Linked DNA regions of Mus musculus: regions 2, 3 and 4 are each linked to region 1. Evidence: chromatin contacts called from public promoter capture Hi-C data. All regions are on one chromosome and are shown on one strand. Each heading gives the region's core, a stretch centred on a gene start, on an enhancer-like site or on the middle of the called end of the contact. The rest is flanking DNA. Distances are from core to core; before and after follow the strand shown. Region 1 holds the start of Bach1 (BTB and CNC homology 1, basic leucine zipper transcription factor 1). Region 2 holds the start of 4930590A17Rik (RIKEN cDNA 4930590A17 gene). Region 3 has its middle 3.1 kb from the start of Gm24891. Region 4 holds the start of Map3k7cl (Map3k7 C-terminal like).

The links. Promoter capture Hi-C pulls out the DNA fragments that hold promoters and counts their contacts.
Region 2: a promoter capture Hi-C map of hippocampal neurons shows a contact between it and region 1, with 5 times the contacts expected there. The contact joins the promoter of 4930590A17Rik here to the promoter of Bach1 in region 1. A contact is called at or near these places in 5 of 39 promoter capture datasets (the 3T3-L1 cell line, cranial neural crest, hippocampal neurons and 2 more).
Region 3: a contact with region 1 is called in a promoter capture Hi-C map of liver. The contact joins the enhancer-like site here to the promoter of Bach1 in region 1. A contact is called at or near these places in 8 of 39 promoter capture datasets (the 3T3-L1 cell line, the C10 cell line, the HPC-7 cell line and 5 more), 1 of 484 Hi-C or Micro-C datasets (stem cell-derived neural stem cells), 8 of 115 datasets of contacts at active chromatin or transcription factors (the NIH/3T3 cell line, embryonic forebrain, extraembryonic endoderm stem cells and 5 more) and 3 of 9 other capture datasets (adipose tissue, liver and pancreatic islet).
Region 4: a contact with region 1 is called in a promoter capture Hi-C map of 3T3-L1-derived adipocytes, with 4 times the contacts expected there. The contact joins the promoter of Map3k7cl here to the promoter of Bach1 in region 1. A contact is called at or near these places in 14 of 39 promoter capture datasets (3T3-L1-derived adipocytes, the C10 cell line, cranial neural crest and 9 more), 4 of 484 Hi-C or Micro-C datasets (muscle stem cells and uterus), 7 of 115 datasets of contacts at active chromatin or transcription factors (the NIH/3T3 cell line, bone marrow-derived macrophages, cardiomyocytes and 4 more) and 4 of 9 other capture datasets (adipose tissue, liver, macrophages and 1 more).

Annotation. Positions count from the first base shown.
Region 1 is chr16:87,697,484-87,700,467 of GRCm38.p6, forward strand. Bach1 (BTB and CNC homology 1, basic leucine zipper transcription factor 1) reads left to right here and starts at 1,471. Exons shown (of 5, transcript NM_007520.2): 1 at 1,471-1,573.
Region 2 is chr16:87,907,837-87,910,820 of GRCm38.p6, forward strand. It overlaps 4930590A17Rik (RIKEN cDNA 4930590A17 gene), which reads left to right and starts at 1,435. Exons shown (of 6, transcript NR_155304.1): 1 at 1,435-1,525; 2 at 2,871-2,955. The region is part of intron 15 of Grik1 (glutamate receptor, ionotropic, kainate 1); the gene reads right to left.
Region 3 is chr16:87,523,561-87,526,544 of GRCm38.p6, forward strand. No RefSeq gene overlaps it. Among named protein-coding and RNA genes, the nearest start is that of Gm24891, 3.1 kb to the right of the region's middle. Within about 2 kb of position 1,386, at least 4 of the 459 cell types and tissues checked have an H3K27ac peak or open chromatin away from gene starts, as enhancers often do. A contact at or near this core is called in liver, where this site is marked.
Region 4 is chr16:87,551,833-87,554,816 of GRCm38.p6, forward strand. It overlaps Map3k7cl (Map3k7 C-terminal like), which reads left to right and starts at 1,498. Exons shown (of 5, transcript NM_144854.2): 1 at 1,498-1,763.

The DNA.
Region 1 (2,984 bases), core at 221-2,720:
CTGCCTCACAAAGGCACCAGGTCACCACTTACATGGCCACCCCACAGCACTTAGGCCATATTCTCACCTACTTTAGAGGTAACTGAATGTCCTTAAGTCACAAGAGCTTACGCACTGTACAGATGCAGTCATGTCAATGTTATCACTATTTGGAGACAACCCTCTCCTGGAGCCCTTGCACTGTCTGTGTGTGTTTAAGGAGCACATACATTTTGGGGCTTCCCATTTTTCTACATCTTTCCTCTGGAACTCAAAGCCAGCAACATTATTTCTTCCTACAAGTCCTCCCAGGGCTACTGGCCTCAGGGGTGGTAATTCCTTCCTCATTTTTAATCAGGTTGGCCAGCCCAGTCCTCTCTTTCTCCAGACTGATAAGCCCTGCCACGAGTGCATGCAGCTTTGCGTAAAGACACTGCCTTGAACAACAGCGAACATAATAAAAAATAGAAACGAACAATTGGATTAACACCCCAATAAGTAGCAGAGGATGAAAGCATGACCAGGACTTGAGGGAAGACGTCTGACATGACCAGACACGGATGCGTCCATGTTTCCTGGTAGTGCAGCGTAGAGGGACAACAGGAGGCTGCCAGACAGTACAATATTCCGGATATGAAGCCCAGTACAGCGTGCTTGCCCATTGGTGAATGCAGTCCGTCGTGGCTAGGCAGATAAGAGTGCAGCTTATATTCAGGCAAGTATGAAGGGCGCAAGAATAACTCTCAAAGCAGTATTGGCTGAGCACAAGGAGTAAAGGGATTTGATCGGGGAAGCATGCATATTAATGGGTTATAATGAGCAAAGCACACTCCAGGTTACCTGCCTTGCGGTTTTCGAGGAAGGGCCTCAAGGACACAAACAACTAGAAGGGAAGCTAGTGATCATTCAGAGGGGCAGCAGCCTCCCCCTCTCAGAATCTGCTCCTAAAAGTCCTGCGGAGCTTCAGACAGATGTTGACATACACCCTTTTCAGCAAGTTCAAACACCTGGTTTTTGTGCTCCTACAGGAAAGCAGCCCAGGAGCTTGGCCGAACTGAGCTTCCGAGGTTTGGGGGCGTGGGGCAGAAGACCTTATCTAATCTGTGTGTGGGGGGGGGGGAGGGGGGAGAGGGGCTGTGTGAACAAAAACCCTGGGGGCGTGGAGGCGTCAGCCTTTTTTTTTCCCTGCCTTCAGCAGGTGAGGAAGAGGTGGTCTTCCGTGACGTGTAACCTTGCCACCAAAGGCAGAGATAGGGCGACGCGGTTGGAGGCCTGGCGCTCAGCAATACAATCCACAACGTTACACGGAGCTCGCAGGAGGCGAAATAGAGAGGCTCTTACTAGCGGAGGGCGTGGCCTGGAACGGGGCGTGGCTCCAGGCAGGGCGTGGCCTGGAGCTCGGCAGGGCTTCAGCTACGGGGCGGGGCCCGGGGGCGGAACCGGGGGCGGGGCTTTAGCGCCCCGAGGCGCTGGCGGTGGTGGCGGAGAGGAACGGAGCGCAGGGGAGGAGACGGGCGGCTGTCCGCGCAGAGGGAGTGAGTCACCTGACCGCCGCTTGCCGCCTGCAGTCGGGCCGCGCCGCGTCTCGGCTCCGGTAAGTGGCTCGGGCGGTGCGCGGTGCCGTCCTTCCGTCCTTTCCGGGGGTCACCGGGGCTGGTGGCGGGCGGCCGCGCGGGCCTAGAAGGGGCGGCGGGCTGCGCGCTGTTTACGCGCTGCGCGGACTCTCTGGGCCGGCCGTGCCGGCGCCGCCCTGCACCGCGCTCCGCCGCGGGCCGCGTCCCGCTCCGCCTGCTGCGGGGGCAAGGCCGAGCGGGCCGGGGTTCCGGGACTACCGGGCGCTCCGCGCTTCCCTTTGTTGTTGCTTGGCGCACGTTTGTAATGTGGACTCGCACAGCATAGGCAGAGTGGGTCTCGATGTTAACGACACCAGCTTTTGTGTTCGTGTCCGGTAGGGCCAGGGCCAGCGCGTTTTCGATCTTCTCCGGGACTTTGGTGTCATTTAGTGGAATTGCGCCGATGGCTTTTATGTAGTGAGCTCTCTATGTTCAGCGTGCGCTGAGTCAAGGCAGACGTAGTAGTAATTCTGAAAGAACGCGTGTGGGAAAATCCTGCTCCCCAGACAGGCTTGGAAGAACAAAGACTTTTTTTTTTTTTTTCAGGATGCTGTTCTTTTTCCTTTTGGAGAATTGTAGAGTTGTGACTGCTAGCCTTGGAGGACGATGCCCCTGCTGGGTCTTTGTTTAGGCATTGAGCACTCCTCTCAGCTCACTGGGTTTGCAGGAAAGGCAGTTCAGAAAGATTAAAGGATGACCACTGTAGATTTTTGTTCGTGGCCGAGCTTTTGAGCTCTACAAATATTCAGAGAAATGGGAAGAGGTATGGGTTGGCCTATTCTTCCTGCTCTTGTGGTAGTGGTGCAAGCTCTGGGCTGGGCTTGAAGGCGCTTGCCACTTCTGGCTTTGGACATCGTAAGGGAGTCTAGAGGAAAAAAGGCTCCTGGTGAGTCATCTTGGAGTTGGGTAGCTTTGGAGGAGTGATCGCCTCTTGTTGTTTAACCGTCGGATCTGTCAAGTGGCTTCCCTTTGTTCGCTACGTTGGTTGGATAACAAGGTAGGGTGACTCTTTAAAAGAGTTTGTGTTGCTGAGTCATTCACCCCAGACTGAGAGGTAATTAGGAACAGCTGGTGCAGATACGCGCATCACATGCCTCCACTATAAAAGGCTGAGCTGCACACACGAGGGGTGGCTTCAGGAGGCCGGAGGGGGTCCAGCTGCGGGCTGTGTGTTTTGATCCAGGTAATCAGTGGCTGACGTGGTAGAGCGTGCTTAAGACGTGGCCAAGGAACACCGAGGTGGTGTTTAAACAGCAGCCTCGTGGCCTACTGCGGGAGACTCAATTTGTGCTGGAGGAAGCTGGATCTTTGAGATTTCAGATAGAAGTAAGGCAGTCAGCAGTATTATATCATTTCTTTCCCTTGCTGTCCTCGCTTTGCCTTTAGTATTTT
Region 2 (2,984 bases), core at 185-2,684, 210 kb after region 1:
GTGAAGTTCAAGTTTGGCAAGGTGCGAAAGCATGGGGCGGTGCAACTGCAGGGTTGGCTTGCTCTTCCCAGCACGTTCTAACCCTTGTAATTAGAAATGCTTTGAAAAGTTAAGAAAGAACCTTCTTGCCCATATCGCCAGTTTCTGTGGAAGGAATTTTGAAAGCCGAAACGATTTTAATTCCTGCGCATCTGGACATAACAATCCACAGAGGGGTGAAGCTTAGTGAGGTAGTTCCTACAGGTGAGCTACAATGTCAGCAGGAAGCAGGGGCCCTTTACTCTCTGCGAGAGATTAATTTATGGTGCCTTTTGCAGCAACTAGGTGTACAGAAAGCAGTACAGGAAAATTGTTTTCTTTCCCTTTGCTTCTCCGTGTTCAGGCTTCCTAGCAAACAGACCTTGTAGTATAAACACCACATGCTTGTACATTAATTGGAATTCACTGTAGTATTGCATTATGACTCATAAACAATATAACATAATGCTTGTCAAATACAGTGAGGATTTTTGAGAATGATTTTTTGAATAAGTTTATAATCATAGGAGTCCAGCCAATTTTCATATTGTTTATGTAGTTTTACTGAAAAAAAAAATGTTAAAATTCAATTTGTAATTTTAGTCTAAAACAGCAAAGTACAATATGAAGCTTTATTATTTTTCTTCTTTGAATTAGGTGACTGACAGACTTATGAAGAAACAAATTAATATAATGTTATTATTATTGATGCCTTCGTCCAATCTTTTAATGCCATTCTGCCTCTCTGCTTGACTTTAAGTAGTAATTTAAAAATATAACTCACAGCCTGCTACTGTTGTAAATGGAAATGCTTTGAAAGGTTAAGAAAGAACTGTCTTGCCCATATCGCCAGTTTCTATGGAAGGAATTTTGAAAGCCGAAAAATTGTGTTATAAAAATTGATGCTTACCATCTAACTTAACAAAACTGCTATGTTCAAGGGAGGATTTTTATTTATTTATTTATAAGAGCCCATGTTTGCCAAGTGCTTTAAAGTAAAGCAGCTGTACTCAGGATTATTGTGAAATAAATTTATGTTAAAAAAAAAAAACTATCAAACAATCCTTAGCATTCAAGAGAGTTCAAGACTCATGTGTATGTCCTGATTTTGGAGAAAATTAATACATTCAAGTTAACTTTAATGGAAACCAATGCAGAGAGTGAATTTTAAATATTCATTTTCAGGCTTGGTGAAACCTGCCAATTCCTGGCTGTGCCCACCAAGTGAACACACGAGTGTGAGTGTACGAGCTGCAGATCCCTCCTCCAGATGACTGTGATTTACACTAAATTCTCTGAACCAATGGTGCAAATATCGTTTGATGGCTTTTGTTCTAGATTTCACTTGAAACGAAATGGACCCGGTAGAGGTCAATGTGGTCTCAGCAGTTATTGCCATGGCAACAAGAACTGGTTGTTAGAAGGTTGGACAAAAGAAGAGGAGAAGTAGAAAAAAAAATCAACAAAGGCCCAAGTCAGCAACAACCTACTTACTTGATCATTCTGAGTAAGGATGGATCTATGTTTTACCAATAAATGTTGAGATTATCAATATCATGAAGTTTCTGTCTTAAAGATACACAATTTTTCTTGGATTCTCCACATAAATGGTCCATTATATATCAAATGCCAAATATGCCTGTGTATGTATGTATGTATGTATGTATGATCTGTCACTTAGAATTAGTAGCTCCATTTTTGGTTTGAGTCAATTCATACAAAGCAATGATTAATCGGGATCCAACTTCTTATTTAAACTACTGATTAGATAATTGAGTCATAACTTTACTTGACTACGAGAAACAACTGAATGTCTCAAATGATTGCAGTTGCCTTGCCCTAACCTCGCACTAGAGTTTACTGTCTGGAGAGACTGCTCAAAGCTACTCCTATAAATCCTCATATCTTCCTCATGCAGGCCCTTCCCTTGAGTGTAGTGACTTGGCTGTTCATTTTAAACACGTGCTCGGGGAAAATTGGACAGTGTTTGATTATTTATATTCTTAATCCCATTTTCTTTAAGATGCTGATCATTTTCTGACTGCTTATGTGACCAGAGAGAAATATTTAATTATTCTATAGGATGCCATATTTAATATAAAGACTAAAGTAGTTTTATGTTCTATGCCATGATGTGATTTCAGTGTTCTCATGATAGATTTAGAGAGTGTCATATGGGGACAGAGGTCTTGCCAGTTGCTTCATAGAAAAGACACTATGACCTAAGGGCATGAGAGATACTGAATAGGTTGAAATTTTTTCATCCATGATACCATATTGAATATACTAAACTACCACATGGTGAGGGAATGTTGAGTTTGGTTCCCTCTGTGTTATTTATCCATGAAAACCTCATTAAGTGCTTGCCAGTGGCACCTATTTTGATAAATAGTTCTTCAAAGCAACCTTGTGCTCTTAGGTAACCTTCTAGTGTTAGATGTTTGAAAACGGAAGCTGGAAAATATTTAGCCACTGAAACACAGCGATTCCACACAATGAAGTCACATGTGGCTGTGCTTGAAGCAGAGTTTGGACAACTTATAAAATTCTCTATTAACTGTATTTCCATGACTCAAGGTTCTGGACTCCAATATCCATTACTTCTGATAGTAAAGCTGAATTAAAATCACACAAAGGATCAAATGTGATGTGTGTATAAACATTTCGAAAGCTATAAAGTACTAAGTAAATGTCAGAATTAGAGAGCATACAGTCTAAAACAAACCCAAAATGTCATTTATTTATTTATCTAAAATTTTTTTTGAGACAAGTGTCCTGTGACCCAGGCTTCCCTTAAACTCAATATGTAGTTGATCCTCATTTTCTAATTCTCCAGCTTTTACCTCTTGCAGGTTGGGGTTATGGTCTTGTGTCACCATAGATGGTTGTATGCATAACTGGGACTGAGAAGCACCACACAAGCCCCAAGTGAGCTAGGTAAGCATTCTCCAAATGAGCTCTATCCC
Region 3 (2,984 bases), core at 136-2,635, 170 kb before region 1:
CCTCCTATGGGGCTGCAAATCCCTTCAGCTCCTTGGGAACTTTCTCCAGCTCCTTCATTGGGGACCCTATGCTCAACCCAATAGATGACTGTGAGCATCCACTTCTGTACTTGTCGGGTGCCAACAAGTGCTTGCTGACAGGAGCCTGATATAGCTCTCTCCTGAGAGGCTCTGCCAGTACCTGACAAATACAGAACTCTAAAAGTTTTAAAGAGCAAGTATTTCCTGTTCCCAGGAAGCTAGGTACAGTTCGGTTAGATAACTCTGGTTCAGGATCTGTGACAATGTCAAACAAAACATCATTTCCATTGTGTGAGAAGAGGAGGGAATGCATGCTTTTGGGAGGCCATATTTCGGGATGCTTGGGAGAGTTCTTGCTGCCTGATAGTTGATTTGTTATTAGACGCCAGGTGTCTCAATTAGGGTTTTTATTGCTGTGCTAAAACACTGAGTCTAAAAGCAAGCTGGGCAGGAGTGGGTTCTAAATCACTGTTCCTTATCAGAGGGAGTCAGAGCTAGAACGCTGTCACCTCTGCAGGAACTGGTACAGAGGTCACAGAGGAACACTGCTTATAGGCTTGCTTAGTCTGCTTTCTTACAGCACCCAGGACCACCAGCCCAGGGTGGCCCCACCCACCCACAACCGGCTGGCTCCTCCCCCATCAATCATGAAGGTTTGCCCAATCTCACGGAGAAGGCATTTTCTCAATCGTGGTGACTTTGTGTCATGTTGACATAAAACTAGCGAGGACACAGGGTCACAATGAGTACATGGTCAGATTATCTGATCAATATTCACTGAAGCAACCATACTCTACTGGTTTATCTGTTTGTCTAGTGAGTATGCATAGAAGCTGGCCAGAGGTTGACTCTGGGTATCTCCCTCAATTGCTTCTCCACTTGTCTGCGATGACGTCACCAAGCCACTGACTCACACACCCTGAACTATCTTACCTCAGCTTTGCTTATTACTCAACATCATCATCACCAACAACAACAAAATTCTGGAATGCTTTAGTCTTTGAGTTGTGATCTGGGTTATTTACAGCTAACATTGTGTTGAGTATATAGCTCTCAGCTTGAACAAAGTTCCCCTGTTACCTGAAGAAGACAGAATCCTATCAAAAATATTATTTTGGTAAAGGAGCGAGGGAAGTGTGGAGCTTGGTGTACTAGGAAGCTTTTGCAACAAAACCTCCAACTGCTTCCACCTCACCATCCTTCCCAACTTATCACGGCTGCCTCCTATCCTCCTATCCTCCAATCCCGCATCAGGCTCCATAGGAAAAGGCCCAAACATATGGCTGGGCTGGGCTGGCTTTGCAGTGCCTCTGAGGTCACTCATGACTAACTGGAAAAGGGCTCAAAGAGCAGACCTGATCGACTGTGCCAGCATTGATACATCCAGGATGGCCTTGGAATCCCTCCTCACTTGGACTAATGAGAGGTGTAGGGAGTGTGAGGAGGCCCTCAGGTGGTGGCAAGGCCAGCGCCTGTCATTTTCCTAGCCTTTAGGGCCAGTGCCTGTCATCGTCCTGGCCTCTATTAGACTCTGTGGGCTTTCTATGCTGTACTTTCTCTTGTGCTTCCATCAGCCTTTCCCCCATATAAATCATCTTGAAGATTCTTCTTCTTGCATAGGGCATCTCTGATTTCCTGTCCGTGATTGACTTTGAACCAGAGGTCACAGATACCTACGACAAAATCAAGGTGTACTGACTGGTTTTGTGTCAACTTGTCGCAAGCTGGAGTTATCACAGAGAAATGAGAAATGAGCTTCAGGTGAGGAAATGCCTCCATGAGATCCAGCTGTAAGGCATTTTCTCAATGAGTGATCAAGGAGGGAGGGCCCATTGTGGGTGGTGCCATCCCTGGGCTGGTGGTCCTGAGTTCTATAAGAAAGCAAGCTGAGCAAGCCAGGAGAAGCAAGCCAGTAAGGAACATCTCTCCATGGCTTCTGCATCAGCTCCTGCTTCCTGCCCTGTGTGAGTTCCTGTCCTGACTTCCTTTGGTGATGAACAACAATGTGGAAAATGTAAGCTGAATACACCCTTTCCTCCCTAACTGCTTCTTGGTCATGATGATTTGTGCAGGAATAGAAACCCTGACCAAGACACAATGTAAACAGAGTGTTTCTCTACGTTTCTCATGAACACTTGTCAGATTTCTAAGAATTGGGTGTCTTTTGCATGCAACAAAAGGACCATCCTTCCTCTAGCCTTGCAGCCTGCCCAGTGGGTGTGACCTGTGTTGGGAGTTTCCATTGCCACAGATCCCTGCTATGATGCTGCGGATGGCTTCCTCTTTATTTCTTCTTGGTCCCTGTTTTCCTGCAAGCTAGACTTTCCCTGGCACCGATCCTCAAATGGTGTCCACGGTTTCAGCATCAGCACCCGTCCAAAGGAAAAGGAAAAGGAAAAGGAAAAGGAAAAGGAAAAGGAAAAGGAAAAGGAAAAGAGAAAGACATAGATTCTCAAGTTGGCCAAGCAGAGTTGACCCAGATTTTCCTATTTCTACCTTTTGAGAGCTTGGGACTATGGGTGTATACTGCCATGCCCAACCCCAGGGCCTCACGCAGGCAAATACTGTTAGCTGAGATACACCTATAGTTAACTCTTTTCTCTTCTCTTCTCTTCTCTTCTCTTCTCTTCTCTTCTCTTCTCTTCTCTTCTCTTCTCTTCTCTTCTCTTCTCTTCTCTTCTCTTCTCTTCTCTTCTCTTCTCTCCTCTCCTCTCCTCTCCTCTCCTCTCCTCTCCTCTCCTCTCCTCTCCTTTTCTTCTTTCCTTTCCTTTTTTCTCTTCTTTTCCTTTCCTTTCTTTTCTTGTTTGTTTGTTTTTCTAACTTTTTATTGGTTCTTTGTGAATTTTACATCATGTACCCCAATCCCCTCCCCTCGTACCCACCTCCACCCTTACACCGCCCTCTACCAGAGAAACACAGTCTCATTATGGAGGCTGTAGTACACCCCACACTATATACCCTTT
Region 4 (2,984 bases), core at 248-2,747, 150 kb before region 1:
GTCACCACCAGCCCCTCTCAAGGCAGGCCTAGGGGCCTGATGTGGGAGTCCCTAAAGATATGGTATTGCCTTCCTTTTCATTGTTTTGGCGAAGGACTTAAGAAAGTAAACTTGTAAGTCTGAAAGATGAATTTGGTCTCTCATGGCTTCAAAGGCTACACTTGGTCCCATTGCCTTTGGGCCCGTGGTGAGGCAATTTATCATGGAGCACGTGATGTAAGAAAACTGTACCCATCAATACATCCAGAGAGCAAAGAGAGAGTAAGAGGAGGGGGCTGGACGCTAATATCTTTAAAGGCATACCTCCAGTCACCTAAGTGGGACCCCCCTCACCCCAAAGTTTCCATCACTTCAAAGTCATGCTGTGGACAGCAGAGCAAACCTTCCATGCATAGGCCTTTGGATGGCATTTAAAATGCAAGACACAATTACTGACTTGCATTCAGCACATAAATGATGCACTACTTTGACTTCTTTGAGGCTGAGTGTATCACCCAGGATTGTCATGTGAACCTGGATGCTAGACCATGGAACAGCCTGCCATTGATGGATCACATGATAAAAATATGTTTGGTTTAGTAAGAAATGATCAAATTGTATTCTAAGGTTCTTTTATCCTTTTGTATTCCCACTAGAAGTGAGGGAGAGCTAGCATTCTTCTCCATATGTACTTCATCGCTTGTGTTGGGATGTGAGCCCTGGGAACGGGTGCCAGGCAATGCCCCATTATTTCTGTCTGTGGCTCTCTACTGACATGAAAGCCAACCATCTTTCCATAGGTTTACTGGCTATCTGTTTACCTTTGCTGAAAAGTGTCTGTTGAGAACTCTCGACCTCTCCCCCTTCCTCCTCCTCACTCCCCGACTGGACTGTTTCCCCTCTGTCCAGTTTTAAGTTTTCTTCCCATATTTCGGATTCCCCTGTGCATTTCGCAAATATCTCCTTTCAGTTTGTGGCTTTGTCTTTGCATTCTCTTAACGTTATTTATGTTTAACTCTTTAACCTTAACGTCATGGTTCAGTTATTTTTAAATACCCAAGGCATCCAAGTTTAACGACTGTGAAGAGAAGTCGAAGGGATCCCGATGTTCCCGGTTGACCACTGACCCCTTTGGTGAGCGACTGCCGTGGTAGAGCGGATCAAGCCATCAAGCTCAGGACCAGCTCAACCTCAAACCTCACCTTCTTAATGGGATCATCACTGCTACGTTCCAAGAGGCAGCCAGTGGCCTGTCCAAGTTGGCTGGGTCTAGCTGAGCTGACATTTTTGCTGACTAGAGTCATGCTATCTTTGCCAGTTCGCTGGAATAGACGCAGACACGGATTGGGTCACCACGAAGACATTCCTGTCTTGTGAAGCAAGTCTGTTTGTATTTTAGGTTTGCCAGGACTAATGAATTAAAACATTTGGACGCTCTACAGCTTGCTGTTTATCAATGCTTCTGACAGGAGGAGGGTTTTTCTTTTGCTCTTGCTTTTTCTAGAAACATGACAACATCCTGGCTGTCGGAGTGGCAAGGAAAGGAGAGAGGGGCTATGCGAGGAAGCGGAACAGGGAGGTCCCGTGGGATGGGACAGTGGGGTCCGGGGCAGAGCAGGTAGTGTGCAGCCTGGGCAGCTGTCTCTGCTCCTCAGAGTGTCGGTGGCTGCTATGCAGCAGGTGCAGACTGCTCTCTCGCTGAGTCTTGACTGCACAAACTCAACGACTGGCCAAGGCAGTGGCTGGCCCTGGATTACACAAGCGCAGACTCTCAACTAAGTGAGGTAAGGCAGCAGGTGTGAAACCCAGCTAACCGCTCTGAGCACGGGCAACTTAACTGAGGCTCCGTTACAGTGGCCGGAGAAGGACCCAGCAGCTGCTTTCCCCGGGGAGGTGCGATGGAAAGGCAAGTTGTGGATGCTGTGTGGCACTCAAAATCTACCGGATCTGGACATCACCCTTTTCAAGACAGACAGGCAGATATTTTCTGTTGTCTTGCCCTTAGCTGTGTTGATCGATTTCATTCCTCTAGCTGGAAGCCAGAGCAGAGGTTTAGTAAACCCAAGAGGCAGATTCCCGTCTCCTGTGCTTCATTTGTTGATGCGGGAAAGTGGAAAGGGATGTGTGCACCTGAAGAGGCGCGAGCTTCCCATCCCTAGAAGTCACACTCAGGCAGACTGCGCACTATAGGTCTCCCAGAAGTAAGACTTTCCCTCTCGGCTACAACTCTCGGAGCTTCTGCTTGTTTTGTTCAACTTGAGACCATCTGTGCTCTTTCCTCAGAAACAGGTGGTTCCGAGAATACTGATACCAAGCAGAAGAAACTACACACAAATGTGCCAGAGGGTTGGTTTTGTTTTTTTTGTTTTTTTTTTTTTTGAAAAGCAAGAAGTCCCGTGTTAAGTCATAGCCATTTCAGGATTCTGTCCTTTTGTAACATAAAGTTATGTTGTCATGGTGTGTAGAATGTCCAGGGCCCAGAGCTATTGTGAGGAGTAACTTGGGCGCAACAGAATTCTAAGTGGCTCATAAACATTTGCTGTGCTTTTAAGCTTTGCTGGATGGCTAATAGAGGCCCGTTTTCTTTCAGGATGGTACCTCAGATGGTTCACAATGTATCTACATCTGAATGCACATATACAAATGTAGGCCCTGAACTTGCCCACACAAGTAATTGTAAAAACAAACCCCAGTGTTCTGGATACTATTTTTAGACACAGAAAAGCTATGGGAAAGAGAAAAAAAAAACCTGACCATGAGAAAATATTCTGCTACCGCAGTTCCCAGGACCCTGCCAAGGATGGCTAAAGACAGTATTTATATTTTGCCATTTTTGGAGACATTTTCCTTAAAATATCATGCAGGTTTTTTTTGGGTTTCTGCCTACATGAGATGAATAGGAAGGAGAGAGTTTAGAAGAGGCATGACCAAAAATAGAAATGTTAATATGGGATGTTTTCCACATATTGTCTCTAAGTTTATTAACTAAATAATAATAATTTAAT